Linked DNA regions of Hordeum vulgare: region 2 is linked to region 1. A link is a contact called in public Hi-C data. All regions are on one chromosome and are shown on one strand. The core of a region is the stretch at or near the end of the contact, and the rest is flanking DNA. Distances in the headings are between cores, read along the strand shown. Region 1 holds the start of LOC123452096 (mitochondrial adenine nucleotide transporter ADNT1). Region 2 has its middle 8.0 kb from the start of LOC123402869.

The links. Hi-C and Micro-C count contacts between places; a contact is called where the count stands out from the background.
Region 2: a contact with region 1 is called in a Hi-C map of leaf, with 5 times the contacts expected there. The contact joins the enhancer-like site here to the promoter of LOC123452096 in region 1. A contact is called at or near these places in 5 of 6 Hi-C or Micro-C datasets (leaf, seedling and an unstated tissue).

The regions. Positions count from the first base shown.
Region 1 is chr1H:510,267,162-510,273,410 of MorexV3_pseudomolecules_assembly, reverse strand. LOC123452096 (mitochondrial adenine nucleotide transporter ADNT1) reads left to right here and starts at 3,947. Exons shown (of 8, transcript XM_045128682.1): 1 at 3,947-4,320; 2 at 6,029-6,077. The coding sequence starts at 4,154.
Region 2 is chr1H:510,311,544-510,318,220 of MorexV3_pseudomolecules_assembly, reverse strand. No RefSeq gene overlaps it. Among protein-coding and RNA genes, the nearest start is that of LOC123402869, 8.0 kb to the left of the region's middle. Within about 2 kb of position 4,665, at least 2 of the 3 cell types and tissues checked have open chromatin away from gene starts, as enhancers often do. A contact at or near this core is called in leaf, where this site is marked.

The DNA of each region.
Region 1 (6,249 bases), core at 2,698-5,197:
TCCACGCGACGACATCATCCGCGTCCACGTCTAGAGCAACAGTTGTTGCACCATCCACCCCCTCGTGACCAGGCTAGCAGTTCGGCGTGGCAAAACCCACATCACCATGCTCCCTCGTCCAATTTCATGTTTCGGCCCCCACCACCACAACAAAGTCCCACGACGGGTTTCATTTTTCAACAACATCCAACTGCTATGTCTCTTCATATTTATTTCTTTTTATATTAACTGAGACTACATATTTATTCAGTATTAATGATCCCTCCTGCAGGATCCTATGCATATCAGGAGGCGCCTGCGTCTGGAACCGGGTGCGCGAGTGAACACAAAGAACCACTATCGCAGCAAAACATGTGGATGGACAAGTTTTTGACTCCTCCACCATGGCCCAGCCAGGATACACAATATGACCAGTGCGGGTTCGAGATTCCTCTTCGTAACATTAACCCCCCCCCCCCCAGGCGGGGCTCGAGTACACCTAACACACCCCCTGAGCGCCAATGCACACGTCGTCATTGACGCTTCTATCTATCAATAGAGACATGACTATCTAATTATGTATGAGACATATGTCTATTTTATGTATGAGACATATTCATGTTATATCTCAATGCTTAGTTAGCTTAGCGGGGATAACACTAATACTACAAACAAATGCATCCAACGTCGTGCTTAGATAGAACATAATGCCCCCAAAACATATGACATTACAAACAAATAATAGAAAATACATCTAACTTAAAATGTACGACTAAACTTACAAAATACAGCTGAACAACTATATGAAGGCATCATCGTCATCCCCCGTCGATGCAGAGCTCTTGCACTTCGACGATGAGGTACTCTTGGCCTTGGTACTCGGCATGAAGATATCGTCTTCGTCCTCGCTGTCGTCCATCCATAAAAAGGATGTTTTGCGCCCCTGTGTATGTGCCAGCCTTTCTTCTTCCATCTTACATTCAACCTAAGAAGTTCTTTCCATATCTCCTCAAAGGTCCTGGGAGGCCACCCACTCCTAGCTAATGCGTGAGCTAACTCATTCAGTAGGACGTCACTACCGATGAGTTCGTTCCATGAAACTATTCTATCGTCTATCTTAAAATTGTTGGCTAAACGCAGAAGACAACATGACATACCATCGATAAAACTACGATCAAAAGGATAATGAGACATCTTGATGCAACTACACTCGACTGCTTACCCACCGGAGTGTGGAGGGGGTTTTATAGGTGAAGAAGAGAAGAATAGGCAGGGACTCACAAGCGGAAAAATATGGCGAGAGATATCGGCGGGAACTAAGAAGTAGGAAATGATTGTGGGAAGTTAGAACCGGGAACTTATGGCGGAAAATTAGAAGCACGGGAAATTATGGCGGGAAGTCAACAACGATAAATTATGGCGGGATTTTTTTATAGAGGGGCTATTTTACTATTCTGGTCATAAAAAATACGTAGTTACGTAGAAAAAGAAGAGTGCATGCACCTATCAGCTTCGTCATGACCAATTAATACTAATTGGTCACCAGTAAGCCAATTAATACTATTTGGTCACGGCGAAGCCGATTAGTACTAATCGGTTAGCCGTAGCCGATTGGAGCCAGCATGCGAGGTCGAGTGGCCTATCGGCCTAGCCAAAGCCGAAATGCACTAATCGGCTATGGCGAGGCCGACGGGAGCCAGTCGACTTTAGTGAGGCCGATGGCGTGTTAGTTTTTTAACTTTTTGAACCTGTGTAATATTTTTTAAATTTATTAACAAAATGTATTATTTGAAAAAAATTAGCCATCTTCTCTGTACAATAGTTCATCTAGCTGATTCATTTTCTTTGTAATTCTAACCCGGTCCACATCATCATCTAGGACGTTTGCCCCGCTCCGCAACGTTGAATCGGACTTGTGGACATGAGTTTTTTTGTCTTGTTTTTCGAACACAGACTTGTCTACACGAATTGCGAAATAGTACATACATCTGCAGGCCGGCCCCACTTGCATGCCACCACATCCGGGCGCAAGGGCCCCGGTTCCGTCGCCCCCGCCGAGGAAGATAAGCTCCAGCCTGCGGACGCCGAGATTGCGACGACCACACTTTGGTGCTGCACGAGCCAGCCAACGCCGCCACAGCCTGAAGGAAGCCCTGTCGCCGCCGCTGCCACACGGGCTTTGTCCGACGGCGCATTCCGGCAGCAACAAAGGGGGGAGACGATGGAGAAGCGGCTGTCGCTGGTGGCTTGGGTCGCCGCCCGTGTAGTTCGTGCGGAGCAAAGGGGCCCCTCTTATGGGACGAATGTGGTATATTTTTGCTGGAGGTGTTGAACCTCTCTCGCGCTAAATAGGGTTTGCCACCTAAGCATCACCTCTTGTCTATACAATAGTTCATCTAGCTGATTTATTTTCTCTTTGGTTCCAACCCGGTTCACATTATCATCTACGACGTTTGCCCCGCTCTGCAACATTGAATCGGACTTGTCGACATGAGTTTTTTTGTCTTGTTTTTCGAACAAAGATTTGTCTACAGGAGTTGTGAAACAGCACATATATCTACCACGAACGAAGTAAAAAGCCCCTCATCAAAATCAAAAGAAAAAAAGCAACGAAGAAAAAAAAAACCGTAGCTGTCATGCACCGTAGGCCTCCTCCTTATCTGATAACTGCAGCGCCCTTATCTGAAACCGCAGCCCACACACTCACACGGGTCGCGTGGACGCGACCACGCCACCTGACCGGTGTGGCGCCGGAGTCGCGGAGGGAAGCCGAGAGCAACGTCCGGTGGGGGTGGGTGGGTCGATCGATCGACGCTGTCCCCGGCCGCCACATCGGCACCCCGCTTTGGACCCATCCCAAGCAAGCTCCCAACACATATTCCTGTCACCGAAGCCGCTAGCAAATCCGTTCCTCCGTTGCGCAAAAGACGCTGCGCTCCGAAAAGAATTCGCTGTCCGGCGAATAAACCGTATATCCATCCACAACCCACCACCTTTTCCTCTCCCAGGCCGGTTCCCGTCGCATTTATCCAGCACCGCCGTGTGTTCTGTGATCGCGGTTGCGCCGCCGTGTGGTCCAGCAAAAAAACCTCACTGTCGTCGCCAGCCACGACCACCACGGATGAACGAACGAGTCGTGTGATACGTGAAGGAGGTTTCACGGGCCAGCATATGGCCCGACGCGTGCAGGAAAGGCCAAATACGCAGTCCACGTCCATCCATCGTCGGAGGGAGCCCGGTCCGATGATCTGCAGCTCCTGTCCACAGTTTTCCGGGCGTAGCACAAACGCAAACGCAGCGGCCGGCCACACAAACCAGACCAACCATTCTTCGCCATCACCATTGCTCGGGTACGCGGCCATTATTATGGTTGAGGAAAAAAAAAACTAAAAGCGTGGGGATGAATGAATGATAGGGCACCAAACCCCCGTGCCTTTCGACCCAAGCAAGGTCGAAACGACCAGCCCGGAAATAACTTCGAAATTAACAATTTTTATCAAGTGATAAACACCAAAGAGGAGAAAAAAAAAAGGTGCGTGGAGGGCCAGATGGCCGGACATGCGCGATGGGATGGGATCGGAGCCCAGCAGCAGCAGGCCGCGGGAAAAAGCAGCAGCAGACGGATCTAGGTTTCCGTTAAGCCGTTCCGCTCATGACCTGTCTCGCTAATACAGTATTCCCTCACGGTGGCCGACAGCTGGGCCCCGGTCGCCGATCCCGAGGCTGACGCTTTCGGAGGATAAGCGTGGACGGCGAGGATCACCCCGCCCGCCACCCCCCCCAACAAAACAGCGAGCCACACTAAAAACGCACCGCGCACACGCAAGATTGGCCTTACCTGCATGCCATGTCGGCCCGGCGAAGCAATCGGTCCCACAGGCAGTGGGAGATGAGCTGGTTGTGAGTCGAGTGCACGTAGCGCTCCAGGCGCTAATAGCGCAACGAGACGCCGGGAATGGGTTAATACCCAGCCACCAGCGCAGCGCCTCTCGTCCAGTTCCCCCACCGCACGCCCGCGCCCACGCCCCCTCCCTCCTCGCGCCGCCGCCGCCGCCGCCGCCAAAACCCCAGGCCAGGGCGCTTGCTTCCCGCTCGGCGCGGCGAGGGGAGGTCGTCGTCGTCGCGCGCGCGATCCGGGAGGGCGAGAGGGGAGGCGGGCGACCGGACGAGGGAGATGGCTTCGGAGGACGTGGTGGGGAAGAGCAGGGGCGACACGGCCGTCAACACCATCGTCAACCTGGCCGAGGAGGCCAAGCTCGCGCGCGAGGGCGTCAAGGGCCCCGGCCACCAGGTCCTCACCATCTGCAAGTCCCTCTTCGCCGGAGGCGTAGCCGGTGGCCTGTGAGTCCCCCCTCCTCCACCCCTCTTCCCCCTCTCCTCTCTCCCCTTCCTCCCTCCCGGCGCTCGATTCGCTCCCCTCCGCGGCCTCTCTCGCAACAACGGGAGGCGACGCCCAGATTCGGCGCAATTTTCGCTGCGATTTCTGTGGTTAGATTGGTGTTTGGCCCGTGTCGGAATCGCGTGCCCCCCGCGGCAATTGAGGTTTCCAGGTGGACGCGATTAGTCTCGCGGTACGTGCGTGATCCGCCTGGCATCTGAGTCGATGCATGTTGTTAGGTGGGAGCGAGGGTGATCTATTCGGAACGCTTAAACCCTTGCCGCGCGCCGCTCAGATCTCGTTCGGTAGAGTTGTTGGTCTCGATTAAAATTCGCATCTGATTGATTAATTTCTTCTATGATCTATACCATTTCCCTGTGCACCCATGACCGCTTCGTGATCTGTAATACGTCAGGCAGATTCCGCTGTCGAGCATTTTGACTAATGCCAATTGTTTTGTTTGGATCAGTTTGCTGACGCTTAAACCCTAGTGATAGACCATGTGTCCGAAGTGAAAAACACTGGATGGGGTTATATTAGCATTTCTCATAATCCTGTTACCGTCAATTCATTGTCAGATTTGCATGTTGCTGGTTTTCATTGTTATTAAGCTGCTATCTCTAATATTCTGCACAATGAGTTCCTTTAATTGGGGCTGGACATTTTATATCCAAGTTTAGTGTATCAAGTTGCTAAACCCCCCAAATAAGTCTGATTCACCAGGCTTTATGATCTGGATCTTAATTACTGGTGCATTCTTTATTTGAGGTGTCAATTATTGGTGCATTCTTTATTGGCACCTTCTTAAGTATGTGGTTCCTCATGATGTCATGAAATCCCATTATCTAAAGCTGAGCATCTAAGTGCCTACTTGATGTAGTACTATATATTTGGTTGGTACAGGACTATTGCTAGTTGATCTTGCCTTCCTTGGTTGGGACTCTAGCTATCAAACGTTGTTATAGTTTGCTGGAGTCAAAGCTGGCTTTGCCTTTTGCTTTGCTTTTTAGCCACTTGGAAACATTGCATACTTGAAAACAAGTAGCTAAACTACACCCCCTCCAACACCCACAGAAAGTGTTAACCACGGGCTCTAAGAATCTCGATTTAATGTTGGTTACTGGTTCATTCTTAATTGGATGTCTATTTGTAAGTATCTGATTCTCCATGATGTCATGATCTTTTTTATTAGTAAATGGTAAAGCCAAGCCCCCGATTGCCTATCTGTGGTTTGTTGATGTAGTGCTTTAGTATTTTTGTTGGGTACAAGAGTATGGCGAGTTGATCTTGTCTTCCTTGTTTAGTACTCTAGCTATAGAATGTTGTTATAGTTCGCTGAAGTCAAAGCTAGAATTCTTCTTCTTCTGTTGCTGTGCTGGCCATTAAGAACATTACAAACATACTTGAAACACGAATGGAAGGTTACAAGATATATAAGTGATTTGTTATAGTTCACTGAAGTCAACGCTGGAATTATTCTTCTTCTGCTGCTGTGCTGTCCATTAAGAACATTGCATACTTGAAACACACATGAAAGGTTACAAGATATTTAAGTGATTATGTTATGCATAATTATTTGATCTTTAAAATAATACTTTCTGATTACTGCATCTCATTGATATGGTAGGTGTGTATGCTTATGTGTTTTGTTTATTTTGTTGTTTTGCACAGATCGAGGACTGCTGTTGCTCCGCTTGAGCGATTGAAGATCCTGCTTCAGGTGTAGATCATGATTTTGCTTTTATCTCATGACATGTTATTGTTCATGCCAATTGAATGATCAATTGTTGGATTTGTCTTTGCCTAAGTTGTTCTGTTTACCATGTAGTAAGACATCAGCATGACTATATTAATAGCAATATTATATTTTTTTGATTATTTCAGAAGTTTCT
Region 2 (6,677 bases), core at 3,416-5,915, 44 kb before region 1:
TAGCATTACATTTGCAACAAGAAGAGGGGGAAAATGTAAGTGGTTATCACCACCGGGACTAAACTGAAGGTCTAGAGTTTGAATTGCCAATAACACGCTGCCAACGGAGAACAGTAGATGTTTAAGGGGAAAAAGTAGTTAGTGGGTCGAGCCCTGGACCAATGGGGGTGTGCGCCAATTTGTGAATAACACTATAAGGCTGCCCGTAATGGTAGTATCATAGGTAGTATCATGCATGTCGACTAGGCAATTTTGATGAGGTGGCATAGAATTAAATGAAGAAAGAGAGGATTGAGTATCATATCATGATAGCGTATCATATTAAATGATGTGCTCCTGTGTGTCTTGCATGACAATAAATAAACTATCATGTGATACTAATATATGATACTATGCATTACGGATGTGGTATCATACACTAATATCATATGCATGATACTAGTATATGATACTACCCATTACAACCAGCCTGAGGCTGCTCGTAATGGGAGTATCATACTACCCATTACAACCAGCCTGAGGCTGCTCGTAATAGAAGTATCATAAGTAGTATCATGTATGCCAACTAGGCATATTTGATGAGGTGATATGAAATTAAATGAAGAAAGAGAGGGTTGAGTATCATATGATAATCTCCATTACAACCAGCCTAACTGAAGTTGAAGGCGACAAATACAAGTTGGGCCCATCCACTGGGTCATAATTGGCCGGGGGAAACTTGAGGCTAGTGAGCCAGTGGAGAGTGCCTGTGCTTGTCTAAAAAAAGTGAGTGGACGTGTGTTACAACGGTAAAAAAAAAATACATTATATGAGTGGGTTGAACTACCAACAAGTATTATAACTTCTCACATACAGTACATATTTAGTAGGTCCATGCGGATAACCCAAGCTCATGCATGTGATACAAATATGTCCCGTAAGTAGGCATGTGCAACTAAAGCACTTGCATAGGGCCCCAAATTCTCAAAAGTGGAAAAATTCAAGACTGGCGAGTCATTTTAAAAATTAAGACAACTATGCATGTTTGCCAAAGGCGGGATTATGTCTCGCCTAAAGCAACAGAGTGTGAACCCTCGCTGAAGGGGAGACCCAGGAGAGCGGGAGGCCACAGCCTCCTTTTTCTGTTTCGTTTTCTACCTTGATTTTTGGCTTTTGTTTGTACTTTAATATATTGTAAAAAATTATATTACAAAAAACACATCATAATTTTTTTTGAAAAAATGTTGAATGTGTATGGAGAAAATGTCTATCATGTATGGGGTAAATATTTTGATTCTGTATTTAAAAACTATCAATCAAGCATTTGTAAAAAAAATAACAAGTATTTGAAAAATGTTGATCACACATTTGAAATTTGTTATATGAGTATAGGAAAATATGTTGACCGTGTATTAAAGAGATGATACTTTTTTTATCTTTTATGTAAAATGGTTAATCAAGCATTTGAAAAAATATCAATCAAGTATTTTAAAAATATTAAATGTGCACAGAAAAAAGGTTGACCATGGGGTAAAAATAATAAATTATTATCATCTATTTAAAATTTTGAAAAAATATTTGGAAAATGTTGATCAAGCATTTAAAAAATGCTCAATTTATATATATAAATGTTGAAAATGTTGAACTCGTATTAAAAAAACTAAATCAAGAATTTATAAAATGCTACATGTGTATAGAAAAATGTTGAATGTGTATGGAGAAAATGTTTATCATGTATACAAAAATGAGTATAAATGTTTGATCATGTATTTATAAACTATCAATCAAGTCTATCAAAAATGATGATCACGCATTTGAAATTTGTTAAAGGTGTATAGGAAATATCTTGACCGTGTATTAAAGTGATGATAATTTTTTTATCTTTTATATAAAAAGTTTAATCCAGCATTTATAAAAAGGTTTATCAAGTATTTTAAAAATATTAAATGTGTATAAAAATGTTGAGCATGTGGTAAATAACAATGAATTTTTAGAATATATTTAGAAATTGGAATTTTATTGGAAAAATATTGATCAAGCATTTTAAACTGTAAAATTTATAAAAACAAATGTTGAATATTTTTTAAAATATTATTTTTTTAATGATGTATGTAATAAAAAGTTAATCAAGCATTTAAAAATGTTCAACTCGTATTTAAGAAATGTTAATCAAGTATTATAAAATTCTAAAAGCGTATAGAAAAATATTGACCATGTGTTAAAAAAATACATTTGGAAATATTAGTCAAGTGTTTGAAAACATGTTAAATGTGCATAGAAAACTGTTAATCTTGTGTTCGAAAAATGTTGATCGATCGTTTGAAAAATGTTAAAAAATGTCTATAGAAAATATGTTCACTATGCATGAAATGTTAAACTTGTGTTAGAAAAAAGTTATTGACATATGCAAAAAATGTAAAATGAAAACCGAAAGTAATAGAGAAACCAAAAAAGAAAAGGAAAAAATGAAAACAAATCAACTTAAATAAAAAAGTAAATCAAAAATCAAACCAAAGAAACAAATAAAAGGAATGGAAAAAAAATAAAGAAGAACAAAGAAAAGAAACGGTAGAAAAACAAAAAAAGGAAAGCAAAAAAGAAAACCAAATAAAATAGAAGAAATGGAGACAGAAAGAAAACGAAAGAAAAAATGGAAGACCAATGTAATGACGGCTCCTTTCATACTTCTAGTACGATGTACACAACTTATTTGACATAAACTCAGTGTTTAACAGTGCTATTGAGCAAGCAGGAGATCGTAGGATCGATCCCTCGCACTCTGCATTTTTTGCTCCGATTTTTGCAAATATTGGCGCAAGTGGGCCGGCACATTTAGGCAAAACACTTGAGCGAGAAAGCTTCAGTCTCACCGAATGTGCTCTTCTCAGCTCAAGCTCACATGAGCTCCAATGAACAGAAGAATAAAAATATGTTTTACTTTTACAGAAAACATTGACAAATGTTCACAGGTTCAAAAAAAAGCTTTCGTGGCAAAAAAGATGCTCCAAATTGCTTTGGAAAATAACATTTTCTAAGCATCATTTTTTTTTGCCACATGTACCACGAATGTCATTCTATAATAAAATATCCCAAACAAGCAAAACATTTATCAATGTTTTCCACAAATAAAAACCAATTTTAGTGCACCATCTGAGTTGAGGCCTGCTACTGATCGCGAGAGATGACCCTCCTGGCCCATATATCTGCAAGGCCAGGGTGAATCCCTATAAGCGAGGTATAGGTTGGAAAATCCTATTTAACGCTTTCAGCCTCAAGAGGTTTCGCACAGAAAGCACATGGAGCAACGCAATATATGCCGCCCCTTAATGTCTGCTTCGATTCCGGTTTTAGGAACGTTGTAGGAGGTTCCCTGAACTGGGTTTTTTATGTTTTTTAATTTTTATTTCTTTTTTGGTTTTTATGTTTCTGTTTCTTTTTTTCTTTTTCCTTTTCTTTTTTTTGTTTTCGGTTTCTTTTTTCAATTTTATTTTATATTTATAAAATAAGTTCATGCTTCAAAATTGTATCTCAAATTTGAAAAATGTTTTTGCCTTTTAAAGAAATGTTCTAAATTTCAAATAGTTGCCATTTAAAAAAATCATAACTTCAAAAAATGTTTCCAATTTTCAAAAAGCTTTGGTATTTTAAATAAAAAATCGGTTTTTTAGGAAATGGTTCGTTATTTACATAAAAGGTTTGGTATTTTCAAAAATGTTAGAAATATCAAAAATTGTTTCAAATTTTAAACTAAGTTCATTTCCTATTTTTTTATAAAAGTATATAATTTACTTGATTTTATATAAAAAATATCAAAAGATTGTCGTTTTTCAAACATTTTCTACAAATTTAAAAAATGTTCTGGATTTTCAGAAAATGTTCTTGTTTTGCAAAATATGTTCTCAAGACTCATAAAATATTCGTGTTTTCAAAACTAGTTCTCGTTTTTGAAATTGTTAAGGATTTTTCAAAATTGTTCTCATTTGCAAAATTTGGTCTAAAGATTCAAAAAGTTCGTGCTTTAAAAAATAGTTCACGCTTCCAAATTTGTTCAGGGTTTTTCAAAATTGTTCTCAATTTCAAAGTTCTGTTCTCACGATTCCAAAAATGTTTGTGCTTTCAAAAATTGTTTACACTTTCAAATTAGTTCAGGATTTTTCAAAATTGTTCTAAATTTCAAAATTTGTTCTCAAGATTCAAAAAATGTTCGTGCTTTAAAAAATTATTCGTGGGTCCAAATTTGTTCAGGATTTTTGAAATTGTTCTCTGTTTCCATTATTGTTCTCAAGATTGAAAAAATGTTTGAGCTTTTAAAAAAACCACGTTTTGAAATTTGTTCGGGATTTTTCAAAGATGTTCGCGGTATCAAAATTTGTTCTCAAGATTAAAAAAATTTCATGCTCTAAAAAATTATTCATGCTTTCAAATTTGTTCTCCGATTTAAAAAAAACATTCATGTTTTTAATAATTGATTTGAAAATTGAACATTTGTTTATTTTCATAGATAATGAAAAAAATAAAAGAAAGAGAAAACTAACCAAAAAAGGAAATAAGCTGGAAAGAAAAAATAAAGAGAAAAATAATAATAAAACGAAATTATCAGATTTTGTTGAGACAAAGAAAAATGGGCCGTGCCAGTCGGGCGACCCCCCTGTGTGGTGCGCGTCTGTTGGACGTAATGCGCGTCACATAGTAGGTCCCATATAGGTGGGCCCTGCATCTCCTCACTCGCTTGGGTCTCAAATAGGTTGGGCATAAGAGAAAATAGTCTGGGCAGAAAAAAATGGAGGTCCATGAGCCGTTGAGGCCTAATCCTTTTTTTTCATGATAAAGAAACAACTCAATATTTTAACCTTCATTTGAGATTGACTCCGAATGGAACAAATTTGTAACAAGCTAAGTTGAGGCTAAGGGAATCACTCGGAGTGCATGGCTTCTTAGCAAAGACAATGTCATTTTCCACTAGTTTGTTGGGGTTTTATTTTTGTTCTGCGTGGCTTATTAGAAAAGTTAGACCCTCATTGAGATTTAGGGGCTGCTTGGATTGCAACCCTGAGCGGCCGAGCCAAATATTTGGTCGTTGACCAGGCTTGGCATTCTGTTTGAATGGGTTTTCTGGTGTCCTGCCCACCTCGACTTCTGCAGTTCACTTTGATGACAAATCATTGACAAATATTTGGCTCGCCGAGATTGGCGAGTGGCGAGAATCAAACAGCCCCTTAGGATAGTCACGAGGTTGCCATTTCGTCACCGCGATCGACAACTTTGACATAGACGAGATCGAACTGTCCGTACATACACGTACGGTGTTGAGTGTGTTTCTCTCTTGGTCCCATGCGTGCCTCTGATTTATTGACATATCGGTTCCTCTGAATGATTTGCAAATGAGCGCATGGAAGGACTTACCGTTTGCCGTTGGCCGTAGTTTTTTGTCACCGGTGGATAGTTCCAGTCGACGACTTGTCACACCGCGCCAATTAATCTGTTTTCAAAGTCCATGGTGGGGCATTGGCTAAAACAAGAAAAGTCTATTGAAGCAGAGGGGCACACTGCATCCATCTCGACCTTCTAGGCCAAGCTTTTTTATCCAAGGGGTGGCTTGAGATAACTTAGAATGAATAGCAGTTGAAATTTTTGACTCCCCTTGCGTGTCATGCATGTGGACCGTGGCAGGGTCTATTTTCTCTCGTGTTGTCCTTCGCTCGCTGCATTATTTTATTTTCGTTACTATTTTGTTTTTTCATTTGTTTGTTTTTTGTTTTTACTTCCAGTTCTTTCTAGAATTTTTTTTTTGATTTGCTTTTTTTTTCTTTTTTCATACACAGTGTACCATTTTAATTCACACTGAACAATTCTTTATCATAGGATGTACATTACTAAATACATACTGAAGTTTTCTACAATTTACATTGAACATTACCAATACAAACTATTTATTGTGTAATATACCTTGAATTTATTTTCAATACATGCTGAACATTGATTTATAGGTACTACAAAATAATATACTATGGACCTATTTTTCAGTATACAACTGAACTTTTATATTCACACTGCACAATTTTGGGATATTTTTTTTACTAAAATTGTAAATATCTATATCCGAAAACGTCGTTGTTTTTTTATGGAATAAACCCGACTAAAAAATCAAAGAGGAAAAAACACAAAAACGCTCGAGACAGAATGGGCCGGACCATGTCCATTTTGCAGGTGTTGTGTACCTATCCGACGCGCACGGCGTTCAACACGAGCTCCCCTCTTCCAAAAGACGCTCAGGCAAGGATGCGTGGGCTCGGGCCAGTAGCAGGATTGTTCGCTGGCTAGCTCGCTTATTTTATTGTTTCGCCAGAACATTCCAAAAATGCGGACAAGGCCACTGTCTATCGGTTTTCTGGTAGATGAGAAAAATACTTTTTTCCCAATAACTTTAAAGAATGTTCCTGAGTTTAAAAAACATTTATGGAATTTAAAAACTGACATGTAATAAATAATTGTTGAAAACTTTAAAACATGTTCACCATTTATAAAAATACATATGAATTTAAAAAATGTTAATAATTTTAGGAAATTTACACTAATTTCGATATTTTCCATGAATTTATGAAAAAATTATACATTGGAAAAACTATTTACAAATTTTCAAATGCTCACAAAATTTAAAAGGTCCAAGAATTTAAGAATGCCGGCGAATTCAATAAATT